2 separate regions of the Rattus norvegicus genome follow, and region 2 is linked to region 1. Evidence: chromatin contacts called from public Hi-C data. All regions are on one chromosome and are shown on one strand. The core of a region is the stretch at or near the end of the contact, and the rest is flanking DNA. Distances in the headings are between cores, read along the strand shown. Region 1 overlaps Psen1 (presenilin 1). Region 2 holds the start of Acot3 (acyl-CoA thioesterase 3).

Region 1 (5,936 bases), core at 2,239-4,738:
TTGTGAGTCTCCATGTGAGTATTGGGGAATTGAACTCAGGACCTCAAGAAAAGCAGCCAGTGCTCTTAACTGTTGAGCCATCTCTCTAGCCTCTTGTTTTCTAGATAGAATTTCACTATGAAACTTCCTGGCCTGAACTCTTTATGTACATTGGGCTAACACACATGTACACACAGACAGAAATAATAATAAATAAAATACTTGACTTAAAAAAACTGAAAACAAAGTACCCAAGATACAACCCAAATTACACAGCATATAAATACTAGAAAAGGGGTTGGGGATTTAGCTCAATGGCAGAGGGCTTGCCTAGCAAGCGCAAGGCCCTGGGTTCGGTCCCCAGCTCCGAAAAAAAAGAAAAAAAAAAATACTAGAAAAACCTGTTTGCATGGAAAAAGACTCAATAAACACAAATAGCAAGATAACACATATGTTACAATTCTTACTTTTAATGAAGAAAAGAGACCAGGAGGGAACATCATTTCCCAACACATTCTATGAGTTCAGCATTAACTTGATAACAAAACAAAACAAAAATACATTAAAAAAACCCAACCCAAAAATCCACTGCATCAACACTCATCTCCCATTCACATATGCACCCTAACCACTGGTGGGACACTAGTGCCAAGGCAGGAGGACAACCCAGGGTCAGAAGGACACAGCAACTGGAGGACCCCACTCTGGCCAGGATAGGGATGTGTGTGCGCAAATACGCAAATACACACACACACACACACACACACACACACACACACACACACCACACACACACACACACACACACACACACACACACACACACACACACACACACACACACACACACACACACAGCAATGCCTGTCAGGTGAGGGCAGTTAAGAATGCATGCCAGTACCGCTGAGAAGTACCTTGCAGCCCACAACAATAGACAGATTGTTTTTGCTAACCCTGAAAACACTGAACTAAAATAAACCCATCTTTCCGTACTTATAAAAATACGGGGCTGGGGATTTAGCTCAGTGGTAGAGCGCTTACCTAGGAAGCGCAAGGCCCTGGGTTCGGTCCCCAGCTCCGAAAAAAAAAAAAAATATTCAGGTAAAAATACAGTGGGCAGATTCTCAAAAGTTTTCTTCCTATGTTAGGAGCAGAGAAAGAGAGAGAGAAAGAGGGAGAGGGAGAGGGAGAGGGAGAGGGAGGGAGGGAGGGAGGGAGGGAGGGAGGGAGGGAGAGAGAGAGAGAGAGAGAGAGAGAGAGAGAGAGAAGACTGCTGGCCAGGCAGAGTCAAGGCGGGTCAGGGTCTGCTGGCAGACTTCCCGGGCTGCTGAGGCACAGAACAATAAGAGGAGGTGGACTTGAGGCTCAAGGCGAGGGGCTGAAGACCCTACTGACCTTGGTGGAAGGAACAGGGAGGCTTTGGGATGGGAACAGAGGTCTTCTTATGTGTGGACTTCAGCAAATTGTTTCTGTTAACTCGTGGCTTTGCTTCCCAAGGTCCTATAGTATAAGGAGGCTATGAGAAGTACACTGGCAGCTGCTGTGGGAAGGACCTGCAGCCCTGCCGTGTCTGTCTCTTGCACAGTTTTTCTATCTTTCCTATAATCATCCTCGCTCCCCCTTTCAGAGGATTGTTTTGACTTCATACCGGCCACCCCCAGAACCTTTCTAGACATTAATCTTTTTTTTTTTTTCTCTTTCTTTTTTTCGGAGCTGGGGACCGAACCCAGGGCCTTGTGTTTGCTAGGCAAGCGCTCTACCACTGAGCTAAATCCCCAACCCCGACATTAATCTTAATACTTGAATACAAGCTCAACTACGGTTCAAAGTGACAAAGAAAAGGAGAAATTCTTAGAAGCCCTCTTTTCCCTAAAAAGCGATTTGAAAGGAAAGTGGAGAGGAGGTCAAGTGACTGACGGTCACGGGCAGTTTCTGGCCTGTGCTGACAGCTCGCCACAGCTCACGTGCATGCAAAGTGACTGTAAAAAACTCCCCAAAGATATAAACTCAAATGACTGGAAATCACTCACTCAAGGTACAAATCACCACGAGTAAAAGTCAACAGTATTATTCTTCCCCAAAACTTCAGATAGTTTAAGTGTAAGACAGTAAAGTAATAAAAAAAATTAAATATGGACAAAAAGACTACATCCAAAATGATCTAACATCTTTAAAACAGATAAATATAAATTCTACAAATTGAAAATATAACTATTAGATTTTTAAGTAAATGTATTAACAAGCCACATAAACTGGAAAGAACCTGAAAATATACCATTAAGTTAGGAAAGGGGGTTATGCAAGAGGGCATTAAAACTGTGTGGGGAGGGTGGGGGCCAGCGATTGGGATATAAAGTGAATTAAATAACTAAGTAAATAACTAAGGTTTTATAAAAAGCTACAAAGCAGACCTACTGAAGATAAGGGGTGAGGATATGTGTTTGTAGATATCAAAGCAGAATTAATAAATCAACCAACAAACCATGGGTCCAATGAGCAATGATTTCTAGACTGAAAGCACTGAATCAAAGTTGTATTCAGGATAGCAAGATGGCTTAGCTGGTGAAGGCATTTGCTGCCAGGTATGACGACTGAGTCAGATCCTCCAGGATGGCGTTTATTCTCCTCTGGCCTGAGATAATCCCTTTAAAAGGTGGGTACTATCAACCACAAAAGAAGTCAAAGGACACATATCTGAGAGAACAGAAACTCACAGGATTCTTGAGGGCCGTTCCACAACGACATATAAAGGAGCAAACAACTGCTTGGGTGGAGACTCTGATGGCCCAAGTACAGAAAGAAAGGTATCTGGGGGGCAGCCCACAGCTGTGCAGGGAGCTCCAGGGTGGCAGCTTTTGGGATCATCACCTGTGTTGGAGTGGCCTTTTCAGTGACAGCTGCTTTCAAATCATGCCTGCTCCTTGTAAGCAACCTCTCAGTATCCCCAGTAAAAACTCACTAGTTCACTAGTTGGACATTGGCCTGTTACTTTGGTATGGCATGCGTTCCCTTTCTGGGGTGAGCAGATGTGTGTGTTGCAGGAAAAGTCTGTCACACAACATGGAAGGAAAGAAATGACTCCTGCAAACTGACCGTGGACTTCTACACATGAGCCAATGGCACATACATGTTCATATATATATCTGCACATAAATGTACATATAGACATACATATATACAGTTAATTTTAAAAAATTTAAAGTTATATCTGAGGGTACAAAATTAAGCCTGAGAATAAATGGTTTTGTTTTAAAGTTTTATTTTTACCTTATGTGTATTCATGGTTTCCCTGTGTGTGTATTTGTGTACAGTAAGTACATTTGTGCCTGGCGTCCCAGAAGCCAAAAGAGGTTGTTAGATCCCCTGGGAACAGAGCCAAGATGTGGGAGTAGGAAACTGAATTCATCAGTTTCATGTCCTCTGCAAGAGCAGCCAGAGCTCCTCCTGATAAACCATTTCTCCAGCCCTAAATATGGTTCTTTAAGAAACAAAGGAGGGGAAAGATTCCAAAGCCTGGGACTGGGTTTGTGAGCCCGAGGGGAAACTGCAAGGAGGAAGGAACAAAGGCCAGAGAGCACATTAACAAGCCAATGACAAGAAGGTTCAGAAAAACTAAGTTCTAAAAAGGCAGCAGATAAAATTAGGGAAACAATGTCAGGCTGGATAAACACTTTCCTAAGGGAGAGAAAGAGAAGGCACAGTTTTTACAAATTGAGGATGAGGTTTGAGAGGATTTTACATAATGGCTGTAAGTTAATGAAGGTCAAATTCTGGACTCAAATTCCCAAACAGATTCATTAGCTTCTGACCCCGTGACCTATAGCAACTGTGACCCTGGCCGTTGCCTCAGGAGGGTGTGCACACACACTGCTTGTGAGATGTTAAAGGAAATAAGGCATGCTCACATAGTCCATACACTTGGCTTACTGTCATTAACAGATCAGTGCATGAAAACTGAAAGCAGACTAAGAAACTTCCCAAGATTAGTAGGAAAAAACTCAGGAAATTCAATGCTGAGTCCACAGCTCTATACATAATACACAGGTAATTTTAAAAAAGAAAAGCAGGAAATATGGAAATGTGGGAGAAAAAACATGGGAGAAGGCAGAATTCCACCCATAATAAAATCTGAAAAGGAGGCAAAAAACCAAGCCTAACCCCATAATCAGCCGAACTCCAGAATGTGTCCACTAAGGCCAAAAAAGGAACTGGGAGGTAAACACTGGCATGCAGACAAACACAGGCAGCAGGGAGAACACATATTTCCCATGTGGTGGTGGCACAGATCTTTAAAAGAGGAGACAGAGGCAGGTGGATCATTTGAGTTTGAGGCTAGCGTGGTCTACAGGGTGAGTTTGAGGCCAGCCAGGGCTACACAGAGAAACCCTGTCTCAAAACAAACCAAGCAAAGTAAACAAAATCCCACAATAAAATCTAGGAGGAAATAACATAGACTGCAATACAGAGAGTTAACATTTACTCTTCCTGTTACTAAGGTCGATCTAAGATTCCATGACTTGTATTCCTTTGTTGATTTTCTCAGGTTTGAGTATGAAGCATGTACTGGGTAGCTGAGATCCAGGAGGCAGTCACTTAGAGAGAGAGAGAGAGAGAGAGAGAGAGAGAGAGAGAGAGAGAGAGAGAGAGAGAGAGAGAGGGGGGGGGGGGGGGAAGGAAGAAGGGAAGAGGCTGGGAGGTTGGCCCTGCCTCTTTGCTGCAAGCTTTCTCTGTGCCCAGTGGCTAAGGCAAGAGGCACTGCTGCTCAGAAATGACGCTGGCAGTTCCCCAGTGAGGTGGCCCGTCACTAGTGATTTCAGAAGCAGCATTTGAGGGAGGCTTTACGAGCCACTTAAATCCTCTAGCACTATTTGTTAATGACGATATACACAAAAGTCTTTGTAATGCCACAGGCACATTATAAATCAAAATACTGAAAACACATGTGAAAACACATAAACACACCCGTTTCCCATGTATGTCTTCTGGTGCTTTCAACATGCTCCAGAATGAAAGGAAAGATAAAGTAGACCCAAAACACAAGACTCTTTTTTCTGGGGGCTGGAGAGATGGCTCTGCGGTTAAGAGCGCTGACTGCTCCTCCAGAGGTCCTGAGTTCAATTCCCAGCAACCACATGATGGCTCACAACCATCTGTAATGAGATCTGGTGCCCTCTTCTGGTGTGTGTGAAGACAGCAACAGTGTACTCATATATATAAAATAAATAAATATTTAAAAGAAAACAAAACTCTTTCTTCTTTGCTAGACCAAGTAAAGACTATAATAAGGCGAGAAGGCTGTGAAGTGGCTCGGAATGTGAAGCCTGCCAGCTTGAAGACTCGATGTCTAGAACCCAAGCAAAGACGGAAGGAGAGAACCCCTTCCACCAAGTTGTTGCATCAACTGCACATGTACACTCTGGCAAGCACAGGCTTGCATACACACATTCATATTCTCTCTCTCATTCTCTCTCTCTCTCTCTCTCTCTCTCTCTCTCTCTCTCTCTCTCTCTCTCTCCATCTCACACACAAAATAACAACAACCAATAAGCAGGTCGAGGCAGACAACAGTGCTGCCTGGCACTCACCTTGTAGCACCTGTACTTATACAGGACCACCAGGAGGATGGTCATAACGACGATGACACTGATCATGATGGCGGCATTCAAGATCGAGTGCAGGGCTCTCTGGCCTACAGTCTCGGTGTCTTCTGTGAATGGGGTATAGATTCTAAAGAGGGAAAAAAACCACAAGAGTGTTAATGCATATGTCAAACCACATACTCCTTCAAAACTGGAATTAATTGTGAGGGTTCTGGTTTTACTGAGTCATTCAGAATGTACCTTTTGGAGCTCATCAGTAAACTAGAAGTTTTTTATTTGGTTGGTTAGTTTTTGAGACAGAATCTAATAAGTAACCCCAAGCTAGCTTGGAACTTACCATGTAGCCCAGGCTGTACT
Region 2 (5,936 bases), core at 986-3,485, 330 kb before region 1:
CTGAAGACTCCAGACGGTTGTTTTTGTTTCTAACCTGGTGGGGTGCTGTGTATTCTGGATCACACACTGAGGAATACATCATAATTTGCTTCCTTTTTTAAAAAACTAATCCTTGACGTTAATGCTTTTCTGCTTTATATTATGGTGCTGATAACCACGGTCACGTCCAGGAGCTAGGACCACATGGGACGATTATGTGCCCAGGTTATTCGTATTGTTTATAAACACCAACAATTGATCTCTTAGAACACTGATGTCATACTCACATCCCTATTGTTTTGCCTGCACCCATTACTTCCTCCTCCATCAGCACCTGTGGATTCCCCTCATTTTTGACGGTCTCAGACTGTCTAGAAAGCCAGCTACTGATAGAAACACTTCATTCTCTCCTGGGCATCTGAATTGTTTTCTTAGACCCCACAAACACACTCAGAAATTTGAGGAAGAGAGTATCCTGGAGTTGGGCCTGCTACATCAAAAGAGTTTTTCTGGCAGATTCTAAAAATGAAGCTTTTGGAAAGGAGTGGTGGGGGCACATTTTTAATCCCAGCACTAGGGAGGCAAAGGCAGGCAGATCTCTGAGTGGGAGGCCAGCCTGGTCTACACTGTGTGTTCCAGTACAGCCAGGGCTCCACAGAGAAACCCTGTCTCAAAAAACACCAACCAACCCAACAAGTGAAGCTGGACTCAGGCTCTCAGTGGGTTGCTGAGTACAATATGAAAGACAGAGGTATGAAGGGGACCTCGGGGTATCAGGGGCTGTAGGGCAATGAGGAGAATGAAGACCACCCAACGGATTACAAACTGTAGTAAACGAGACAATGGTTTGTGAATGAAGCATTACAGGGTCCTTAGGGAAGTCTGAGCTTTAAAAATAGTTTTCTGATTGGGAGGCAAATCAAACTGGAAGGAAACACAGTTGCCCGTGAGGCTCATAATAATAACTTCACAGGGAGGAGAGACCTTTTATTATGGAAAACTTCGAGTTCTTGAATTTCTCTTGCTGCTATTGAAATATGTAAACAAGTAAACACATCAAAGTATTTTAAAGTTTTTAACCAAAGAACCACGTTCTCAGTTTTCAACATCGCTTCCCTATCCTAGAGCTATATTAAGCCACTCACCCTTGCAAAATTAATGTTACCTACTCTCTAAGTACCACTCCCTTATCCCTAGACCCTCAGTAAACTGCCATTTCTGTTGGCATTTTAAAGGGACACAAAACAACTGGCCAAATCTCCGAGAAGTGCTCTCTGCAATTCTCTGATTTTAAGCCCCTCTCAAATCTGTGGCTCTTTTACGCTGGCAAAGAGTTACATCAAAACCATCTAAGAAACAAAACTCCCTGGCACTTTACACTCGCACTTTCAGATTCCAGAGTTCCCAGTGCTTGCGCTGGCCCACTTTGCCTGAAGGACTGCTCTAGAGCAACAGATGCCAAGCGCGAACCCGTGCACAACTACCCGTAGGTCTTACTATCAGAGTGTAGAGTCCTAGTTTACAGAACTTTGGGGTGAGGGGGGAGCTCTGATGCTCTACTTTCCTAAGCAAAGTCGGATGCTGCTCCTGCGGTGACCTTCAGTTCAGGACACGACTCATCTAGCTATGAACCCAAGTCCTTAAGGCTTTTCCAGGGAGCTCCGTGAAAAGTATGAGACAGGGAAGAAGGGGCCCAGGCTCTGCACCCCTGAAGCATCCCGCACTGCAAGCACAGGAGGGAGGGCTGCTCACCTGGGGGCAGGAAGAGCGTGGCGCGCACCCGGCCCTCGCGCACCGGCACGCGCCGCACCCCGGGAGCCATGAAGTGACGCTCGTGCACCGCCTGCGCCAGCAGCCGCCCGCCGTCGGGCTCGTGTCCGTCCAGCACCTCCAGCTCCACCACGAAGGGCGTCTGCACGTCGCGCTTGACCAGACGCCAGAAAGGCCGTTCGGGTTCCATGGCCCAGATCAGCCCCATGGGCTCGAGCCCGGTGAAGCTGCCGCCCAGCGCGGGCGCGCGCTCCAGGTCCAGCACTCCATGGGCGTCGGCGCGGTAGCGCGCGTGGGCTCGGAAGAGCGCGCCCTTCTCGTCGCGCAGGGCCGCGCGCAGCGTGACGGGCTGCTCGGGGCCCAGGCCGCGCACGGTGATGTGCACCGGCTGGTCGCAAAGGCAGCCAACCGCGGGCTCCAGGATCACTGTGGGTGCCATCCGGTTCTGGGTGGTAAATGCGTGCATTGCTTCAGATTGTGGCTGGGGCTTGTGACTTTTAGGCCTCTCTGGACTTGCTGCTACAGCTTTAAACGGTTCCGGGTTCTCTGGGAGGAAGCCGCTGTGCTAAGCCCTCTAGCGTTTGTTAAATACTACAGTGCAGTGCGGGAGATGCAGAATGATTAACCTTGTTTTACGACTTGATGCCTGTTGAAATAGTGTATAAAATAAAGACTGGAAAAGATATCGTTCCAAAAATCCGGATTATACCAAAACATATCAGGAAACTGTAATTCTAGTGATCCATGCCAAGCAAGGCCTCCTTCCCATCCTCCCTTTACGCCCTTTCCAAGCCTTTCTCTAGTCTTTGTGGAACCTGGAGCCACTTCTACTTAACTCAGACCTCCTGGCATGCAGGCTGAGTCCACTCCTGAATTACCTTCCAGGTAGTGGTGATGGTGGTGGTGGTTGTTTTGTGATGAGGGTTCATCTGGCTCAAGTTGACCTTGAACTTGAGGTGTGACTAAGGATGGCTTAGAACTCCGGCTTCTACCTTCCAAATGTCGGGATCACTGCCCTGGACCACCACCCTGCACTCTTCCAGTTCCTTATCAAGATAGGTTAAAACTGTGCTAATGCCAATCCGGGTGTTGTCCAACTCAGCTGAGAGAAAATTCAGGCAAACTGGGTTATTTGAAAGGGTCTCATAAGTGGACTTGTTGCAAAAGCAGGGGCCACTGCTGTTTAGAAACAGAGACCAAGTGTGTTAAAGCTATGAAGTTGGGAATAGAGAAAGAAAGGGGCTTGCTGCTGGGCGTGAGACAGCTAAGCTGCGCCAGGGTGGGCAGATAGACTGCCTTCCCCTGAAGCTCCTTCCCCAAGGAATACAAACGAAACATTGTTGCTCATTAATTGATTCTTGCTTCTAATGCAGCTAGTTGTAGCTGACCAAACTTTAAGGGTGGCTTCCAAAAAATAAACAAAACTCCCAAAACAATAACCTATTCCTATTCCAGACTGCACCTACTATGAGCTAAATATGAGGTAAACAAGAAAAACGACAGCTATGTCTTTTTTTTTTTTTCCCAACATGGAAAGGTTTAATGAGAGAAGAAGGGTATAAAGGGGGATAAGTAAAGGCCAGCCATGAGCACGTAGAGGGAAGGGGGAATGGAGAGATTAGGGACAAAGAGAAGAGGGCAAGAGAGAAGAGAATAAGAGCAAGAGCAAGAGAAGAGTAAGAGCGACAGCTATGTCTTGTTAGCCGTGATAACTGTTAACTCTGCATAGACAGTAAAGGAAAAAGGTCCATTGTCTGGCTATGAGCTGATCACATAATGTAGAGCGTAAGTTAATGGCTAGCAGACTCCGTCAAGGCCTAAGACTAGCCAGGCCTTGTAAGGTTGGAGTAGAGCAACACTGGCCAGGACTAATTACCAGCAGACAGACAAGATCAAGAGCTAATAATGCAGAAGTCAGAGATGGACAGGGACGGGCTTCAACCAGTCCTAACCAGGGAAGCAGTGCAGGAACAGTCTTTGAACTCCCTGATTGGACCAGGAGAATGTACATAGACTATGTGCCTTCCAATGCTCAACTTCCCATACTCAGATATTCTTCCTCAGGGTTGGTCCACTTTCTGTGTCGAGTCCTATAAGAAATCCCTAGATAAGCTCAAAGAATTTGGTTTTCTTCTCTTGGGGACTCTGGAACTCTGCTTTCTGCTGTATTTCATCTTTATTCTTTAAGCTTTATGCCTGTAGTAATAAAGTGATTCTTCGAACTTTGTCAGTGAATTTCATTCTTCAAGTTTCTACAATCAGGGAGACCCAGAGCTGACTCCTGAGTTGTGTCAGAGGAGAGAGTCTTCCTCACACTCAAGGGTACTCCCTCCTACCCTCTTTCTGTAAACAAACAGTCCTAGTTAGGCTTCCTGCAGTCCTTAAAGCCTTAAAGGGCCCCGGAAGAGCTTGCTCGAAACTGTAAGTGCTGATTTAGCCTGGGGAAGGAATCCCTTGATTTCACCCTCCCTGAATTCACCCATAGTTTAGAGCTACCTGAACAAGGAGCCGAGTGGACAAGGGAGAAAAGCAATTCAAAACTCAATGAATAATGATTTTTAAAAACTTAGAGCCAGGGGGTTGGGGATTTAGCTCAGTGGTAGAGCGCTTGCCTAGCAAGCACAAGGCCCTGGGTTCGGTCCCCAGCTCCAAGGGAAAAAAAAAACAAAACAAAAAACCTTAGAGCCAGGCAAGGTGGACACAGCTTTTAATCCCAGCACTCTGGGAGACAGAGGCAGGCAGATCTCTGAGTTTGAGGCCATCCTGGTCTACAGAGTGAGTTCCAGTACAGTCAGGACTACACAGAGAAACCCTGACTCAGAAAACAAAACAAGCAAAACAAAAAAGTATACAATTAGGTCTCAGGTTTGAGAATTTCCTGTAAAAAGTAACTGCAGCCGGAAGTGGGAAACTTGGCTTGTACCAAACTTAACTGGTTAATTCAGCTCTCAACACAAGCTGAATTATATAGAAGAAAGCCAGCTTCTTCTACTGCCTTTTCCAGCTGGGAAGACCTATGGCTTCTGTCACCCGAGAGAGAAGCAGCTGAAGAAGTGACCCAGGTCTTGCCATTCATTGTACCCTTGCTCGGGAGTCCTGGTTCTGGGAGCTGCGTGAGGATGATGGGCTGCACAGGTATTCCTGGTACCTTCAACTAAAGCGCTGGCTCCACAGAAAGTTGAGCGAGGAATGGCCTTACGTGGAGTCCATGTTGTCTAGGCAACCAGTGAGATGCTGTCTCGGAATTAACCCAGAACGGGAATTTCTGCTCCACCAACTAGCGTTAGGACTTCACAAATAGACACAATAGTTTTTCTGATCTAGAACGGCATTTCTCTGGCTACTTAGGATTAGGGCACTCCCAGAAGGGTTTCTCTCCGAGAGGTCCGGTAAAGTATCCAGGACTAAGAGACTCTGAATTCAGTGTGGAAAGGCTGAGTTGCTGAAAATGGTATCTGGGTCAGAACTCAGCTGGTCATCAAGAGAGGGAGTAACTTCACTGTCTCCCTCAAGGGCATGCTCCCTGTGGCCTCACCTCTTGTATCAGGTCCTAAGGTTGTATGACCTCCCAGTAGTGCCACAGACTGGGCAGTTTATGGCTACCTGTAACTCTAGTCCCAGGGTATCCGGCCTCTGAGGGCACCAGGCACATACATACGCGCATTAAAACAAAAATCTGTTGGTGTGGGAGTGGGAAGGGAACAGGAAAAGGCAGGAGGGTTGCATAGACCTATAATTGTAGCACCCAGGACGCTGAAGTTGGAGGATCATGAATTCAAGGACAGCCTGGGCTACATAGTTAGTTTCAGGCAAGCCTGGACTACGCAGCAAGATCCTACCTCTGAAACAACAACAAAACCTTCACCCAATTAATAAATTATTTACAAGTTTAAAAGAATATTAAGGAAACAAGGCATGTTAAGCCCTTGACTGAGGATAATTAAGTGAAATGGAAGGCACAGTTTTCAAATGACCACTGCCCTCGTGTACAAAGTCTTGTCATCCTGGTGACAAATTGGTGTCCCCACTCCTGACTCCTCATACATTGATCTTTAACCTAATTGCGCGCTTGCCACGACCTTTCCCTTAGTTGCAGCTGATACTCAGGCTGAGAGAGTAAAAGTTTCATGGAACATTGATTACTTTTATAATTTTATTGGAATCTTAGGGGACATCGACTTATAAAA

Evidence for each region. Hi-C and Micro-C count contacts between places; a contact is called where the count stands out from the background.
Region 2: a Hi-C map of Schwann cells shows a contact between it and region 1, with 4 times the contacts expected there. The contact joins the promoter of Acot3 here to the enhancer-like site in region 1. A contact is called at or near these places in 4 of 12 Hi-C or Micro-C datasets (the A7r5 cell line, the Rat2 cell line, Schwann cells and 1 more).

The regions. Positions count from the first base shown.
Region 1 is chr6:109,082,738-109,088,673 of GRCr8, reverse strand. Psen1 (presenilin 1) reads right to left here. Exons shown (of 12, transcript NM_019163.4): 5 at 5,565-5,706. Among named protein-coding and RNA genes, the nearest start is that of Psen1, 32 kb to the right of the region's middle. Within about 2 kb of position 3,488, at least 8 of the 93 cell types and tissues checked have an H3K27ac peak or open chromatin away from gene starts, as enhancers often do. A contact at or near this core is called in Schwann cells, where this site is marked.
Region 2 is chr6:109,409,996-109,415,931 of GRCr8, reverse strand. It overlaps Acot3 (acyl-CoA thioesterase 3), which reads right to left and starts at 2,235. Exons shown (of 3, transcript NM_001108041.1): 1 at 1,732-2,235. The coding sequence starts at 2,215.